Linked DNA regions of Mus musculus: region 2 is linked to region 1. The links are chromatin contacts, called in public promoter capture Hi-C maps. All regions are on one chromosome and are shown on one strand. The core of a region is the stretch at or near the end of the contact, and the rest is flanking DNA. Distances in the headings are between cores, read along the strand shown. Region 1 holds the start of Flrt1 (fibronectin leucine rich transmembrane protein 1). Region 2 holds the start of Lgals12 (lectin, galactose binding, soluble 12).

What was found. Promoter capture Hi-C pulls out the DNA fragments that hold promoters and counts their contacts.
Region 2: a promoter capture Hi-C map of cranial neural crest shows a contact between it and region 1. A contact is called at or near these places in 2 of 39 promoter capture datasets (cranial neural crest and liver).

What each region holds. Positions count from the first base shown.
Region 1 is chr19:7,104,441-7,107,076 of GRCm38.p6, forward strand. Flrt1 (fibronectin leucine rich transmembrane protein 1) reads right to left here and starts at 1,289. Exons shown (of 2, transcript NM_201411.2): 1 at 647-1,289. The region is part of intron 3 of Macrod1 (mono-ADP ribosylhydrolase 1); the gene reads left to right.
Region 2 is chr19:7,605,890-7,608,525 of GRCm38.p6, forward strand. Lgals12 (lectin, galactose binding, soluble 12) reads right to left here and starts at 1,304. Exons shown (of 10, transcript NM_001356574.2): 1 at 1,238-1,304; 2 at 773-934. The coding sequence starts at 841.

The DNA of each region.
Region 1 (2,636 bases), core at 39-2,538:
GCTGAGGGGTTCTGAAGTTGCCAGGATTACTGTTTGCAGAGGTATTGGCCCTCCCCTCTTCACCCTTGGGAGTCTAAGAGGAGCTGGCCTGGCCAGCCACTTGCTGTGTAGCCTTGGAAAACTCACCCCACCACTCTAGACCTGTCTGTCCCCTCCAGCCAACAGAAGGTCCATACAGGGGACCAGTGCAGATGATGCCAGTGTGACCCCTGACTGGGCCCACCCTGGATTTCTCTGGCCACAGCAGGGCAGGTCCAGGTGGAAGGGATCTTGCTAGTTTGAGGGTAACAGGCATCAAGGCTGGTGTCCTCTATCCCCTAAGCTCTTGCCTAACCATCACAAGGCTCACTGTCGTCCCCTCTGTACAGAGCAGGTGGCCAGCAGCCCTGGTAGGGAAAGGAAAGGCCCAGAAGGAGATAACCCTCCCTGCTGTGGCTCATTCCCAAGCGGTCTCCCTTACACCTGACAGAGCCCTGGAGTGGTCCCTACCCCAGCAAGCAGAAGGCTCCTGTTTGGGGGCCTTCAGAGGGCAAGACTCAGTTGTCCCTCTCATATGCCATGTCCCCTCCACGTGGAAGGAAGACTTGTCACCTTTCTTTACAGCACCACCCCTGGTGGCCCTCTCTCCTTTACCCCAAACTCTTACCTCCTCTGCTGCTGCTCCCTGGAGCCACTGGGTCCCACTGGTCACTGCTTCAATGTTCCAGGCCACACTCACATCCTTGGCCCCATGTCACCAGCAGGCTCAAAACCACAGACTACAACCCTGGGGCAGAGGGAGCACAGAGGCACACAGAGACTACAGAAGTCTTATAGTCTTCCTTGTGGCCAGGCCTCAGATATGCCTGCAGGTCCCCCGCTGCATCTTCGGCACCCTAGGCCACAGGCACCGATGGCTTGGCTCTCCGAAGTGAAGGTTGTGTGCTCGGGGTGCACGGGGCACCCCCGGGGACTCCTGAGCCGGGCATGCCCTACAGCCCAGAGCCAGTCCCCGGGGGATGTGGCCTCTCCTTGGCCACCACGTCCACCACAGCTCTTTGTAACTTTAGTCTTTTGTCCACAGGCTGCACCTCTCCCAAAATGTCCCTGCTAGGACTGTTGCCTTCTTTTCTTTACCAAGGTTTTTTTTGTTTTTGGGGTTTTTTTTTTGTTTTTGTTTTTTTTAAATCCCTTTAAGTCACTTGGCAGAATGGCTCAGTGCAGAGAGCGCTCTTGCGTGACAGAGCTGAGAGGGAGCCACTCTCCAAAGACTCAGTATTCCTGCCACTCAGGCTGCATCTGTGTGTGGGGGGGTCTGTTACCCCTCTGAGGAGTTCAGATGTTCACCGCAGGCTGCAGCCGCCTCGCCTCTCCTCACCTCGCCTCGCACTGCTGAGCTGTCAGGCCTGTGTGCTCCGCTTTGGGAAGCCACTTTAGGGGGCAGGGGCTGGTCTGCTTGGCTGCTCCTGTTTGTGGAGAAGCTTCTGAAGTGGGTGAGGCAGAAGGGTCGGTTACTCCTGCTTCAGCCCTGGGGCTCAGCTGTCCTGAGTGGGGCCTTTCTCGCCTACTGCCTGGTTCTTCACCTGCCAAAGAACACAAGTGATCAACCCCAAGAAAACAGAGCCATAGGGACAAGTACCACAGGCATCCATGGCCACAGCCCCATTGCTCTCATCCTTTCTCAGTCTCTGGGTTTTTTTTGTTTTTGTTTTTGCTTTTTGAGACAGGATCTCACTATGTATCCCTGGCTAGCCTGGAATGTAGATCAGGCTAGCTAAACATTCACACAGATCCTCAGGTCTGGTTTTGGTTTGCAGTACTGGAGATCAAAGCCAGGGCTTGGCAGGCGCTTTGCTGCCAAGCCACATCCCAGGATCTGCATCTTGGACAAGTACCACTTCCCTCCAAGCCAGGCAAGGGTCTGAGATTACTGTCCCCACCGCTTGTTACCCTTCCGTGTAACTGCCTGAAAGGATTGGGCAGACAAAAAAATGAAGTTTAGGGACTTGGCAAGATGGCTTAGAGAGTGGGTAAATACACCTAGCACCAAACCTGGAGATCTGAGTTCAGTCCCCAGGAGCCCACATGGTAGAAGAAGAGAACTGACTCTCACAAGATGTCCTCTGACCACACACACAAAATAAACAGATAAGTGTAATAATAATAATATCGTCACTATCATCAACAACCAACAATGAACAATGTTTGGGGAGTACCTGGCCATGCAGAGCCACCACCCAACCCAGAGCAGCCTCCATTTCCCCAGCACGTGCTTCTCTGACTAAATATCATTTGAAGGCTCCAACTGGGCCATCCTGGACTTGGCTTCCAGAACAAGCTCAGCTTTTCTGGCTCACCAAAGGCCAGTGAGGTAGGGTTTCCACTGTCCCTAACCTCTGTCCCTCAGCTGTCTGTCTCCTGTGGGACCAGGCTTTCTACACCCTGCTGCCCTTTCTTCTGTAGAGACCTGGGTGCTGCAGGCTGCCCCTACCAATACAGAACAAAACAATGTTATCCCTTCCTGGTTAGCAGCCAGCCAAAAAGGCCCAACTGTGGTATCTGCATTTCTCTGGAGGCACCCTTGTTTAGACAGGAGCTTTGATGGTGGATCTGAGGGCATAGGCTCAGCTGTCATCAGGGCACGTTCCTTTGTACCA
Region 2 (2,636 bases), core at 54-2,553, 500 kb after region 1:
GTTTTTCCATTAGGATCACTGAATAAGATAATTGGAGCCCTGTCTTTCTCTTCAGCAGGCTCAGCACAGTGGGTGCTCCACAGAGGGTGTGCAGACAAGCTGGAAGGGGAACCTGGGGCAGTGTCACAGGGTCAGCCCTTATAGGTGGCTTGTCAACTCCCAGTGGCAATCAGAGAGCCCAGACCACTCCGAGGAGCCCTCCAGGTGGCGGTCTTAGCTTGCGAAGCAACAGGCTGTGGGGACCTAGGAGGTTTCAGGTGCTTCAGCCCTGTTGCTCAGGCACCTGGGGGGCGGGGGTGGGGGTGGGGGAGGAGCCAGAGGCCAGGATCTCTACATGGCATGGCAGCTTGGCAGGCAGCCCAGTGGCTTCCAGTTCCCAGGCTCTTGGCAGAATGTGTTAATTAACTGCTCTGATGGAGGTCTCTAAGGAGGAGAGAACCAAGCAGGGGAAAGTAATAATTAGTGCTCATTAGTGGTAGTGCCTGCTGGGAGTTTGGCCTTCTGAAAACGTGGCTGGGCTTCAGAAAGTCTCCTGGGCACTGAACAGGGGGAGGGAGAGAGGAATCCACATTCTCCCTGACTAGGAGGGTTTCCCTCAGGCTTGGAGAAGGGGCTGCCCTTAGTCATTAGTGTCCCTCATAGCAATCCACCTCCATTCTTCTAGCCATCTATCCCAGAAGAGGCGTATTGAATAGGCAAGGATCCTGGAAGCCCGACCAATCACTTGCAGGCTGGAATTTAGCTGATTGGTCGTTTTATTACGCTTACTCACCGGGTGGAAGACTGGCGGCTGCAGGATGAAGCTGTCAGGAATCGGGTCCAGGTGTTCGTCAGTTGACATGGGGGAGGGGCAACTTCAACTCAGCCTCTGATCCTGATTCCAGCAACGCGATTCCCCACGGAATGGACTCACTTTTCCCAGCCTCTGCAACAGCTATCCAAGCTGTTAGTCTTACTTGTTCGCTATGGAGTTCTAATGCTTCTTGGAGCCGACCTGGGAGGGGCACTGGCCCACCTCTAGGAACCACATCAACCCCCGCTATGATGGTACAGCAGCAGCTTTGCTGGACTGGACCTGCTAGCAGAAACTCCCGCGCGTCCAGGGGCGGGTAGCTGGCACTCACTCATGGACTTGCTAACTAGCCCATCTGTGTCTGTGTCTGAAGCACTTGGCCACTTCAAAGGGAAGCCTAGGGCCGGCTCATTTCAGCGAGGGCTTTTGTTTCCTGGGGCTCACCTGGGCCTTCAGCGGATAGTAGGAAGGGAAGCTGCTGCTGCTGGTGGTACACGTGTGCAGGTTCCTTAAGAGGCCCCGCCCCCAGGTTCCTGGCTCCTCCCGCATTCATTCCCTGGTTGCTTTCCCCTCTCTTCCCCTTTCCCCCAAGTTGTTCAGTCCCTTGAGGCCATTTCAGCATTAGCTGCAAATGCCAGGGACCAGCTAGGGTCACAAGAAAGTGGAGTGACAAAGGCCAGGCAGAGGAGGGCTCCCTTGGTCTCAGACAAAGCAGCACTGGCTAGAGGGAACACAGCCTCTGCTCTTACATGCTGTGTCCTTCCACAAGTCACTTCTCCTTGAGCCTCCCTTTGTTCATCCCGGTGTCACAAGGGTGACCATGGCTGGGCTTTGTGTTTGAGCCTGGACCCATATTGCTGTTTTAGGAGAGGCCTCTAGGCCTGGCTCAGATTCCAGTTAAAGTTCCTCTTTCAAAATAGCATAACTCCTCAACTTTAGCCTACGTTGGGAGGTTTCCTGATCTAACTATGGGGTCAGACTTGGCAGCAGGGAATTCCTGGTATGTCAGCTACACAGGGTGTTGGTACAGTCGTTCCAGGGATAAGAGCGCCATGTGAGGGGCCTGGCGGAGGGATTGGGCAGGTCTACCTCACCTGATCTCCCCACCTAGAAGTTTGCCAGAAAGGTGAACTGTGGCGTCTCCACCCCGGGACCTACTGGAGAAAGCTCTTTGGGAGTGAAGTCCAGGAAATGGCCTTGCAGGCAATTCTACTGAGCATTAATGAGAAACCCTGACTTGGGTTCTAACTGAAAGCACTTTGGGTGCCAAGCAAGGAGTTTGTTCAGCTGTGGCTGGGTAGGTGTGGCAGGAGAGCTGAAGGTGTTTCTGTGGGAAATCCAATCCTGGGTGTGTTCAGAAAGAGATATGTTCGCCACAGTGGGGAGGAGAAACGGCAGGTGGAGAGACCAGTTGAGCCAGGCTATAGTGCCCTGCACTGTAGTCAGATCTGGGTCCCCAAGGCTAGTGGTGCCCTTCCCCCACCCCACATCAGCCCTGCTGGGAAATGAGGGAGGAGGGTGCACTCATTTACTTGGGTTGTCATAACAAAATACAACAGATTGGGTGGGGTGTAAACAACAGAACTCTATTTTGTCTCTGTTCTAGAAGTTCAAGATCAAAGTGTTGTCTGGGACCTCTGTTGTGGGTTGGCAGCCAGCCTTGTTCTCATACAGTTGTCTCTGCTGGGAGGGTCTTGGACGATTGCAGAATACCTTAAGAATCCATTCCGCAGACCAAGAAAGGGACCTTCTTCACCTGGGAGTCAGTTGACAACATCTGGACACTTGATGGAATAATTAGAGGGTGTGAACATTAGGAGAAAAACTAGTCAGGACGAATGGA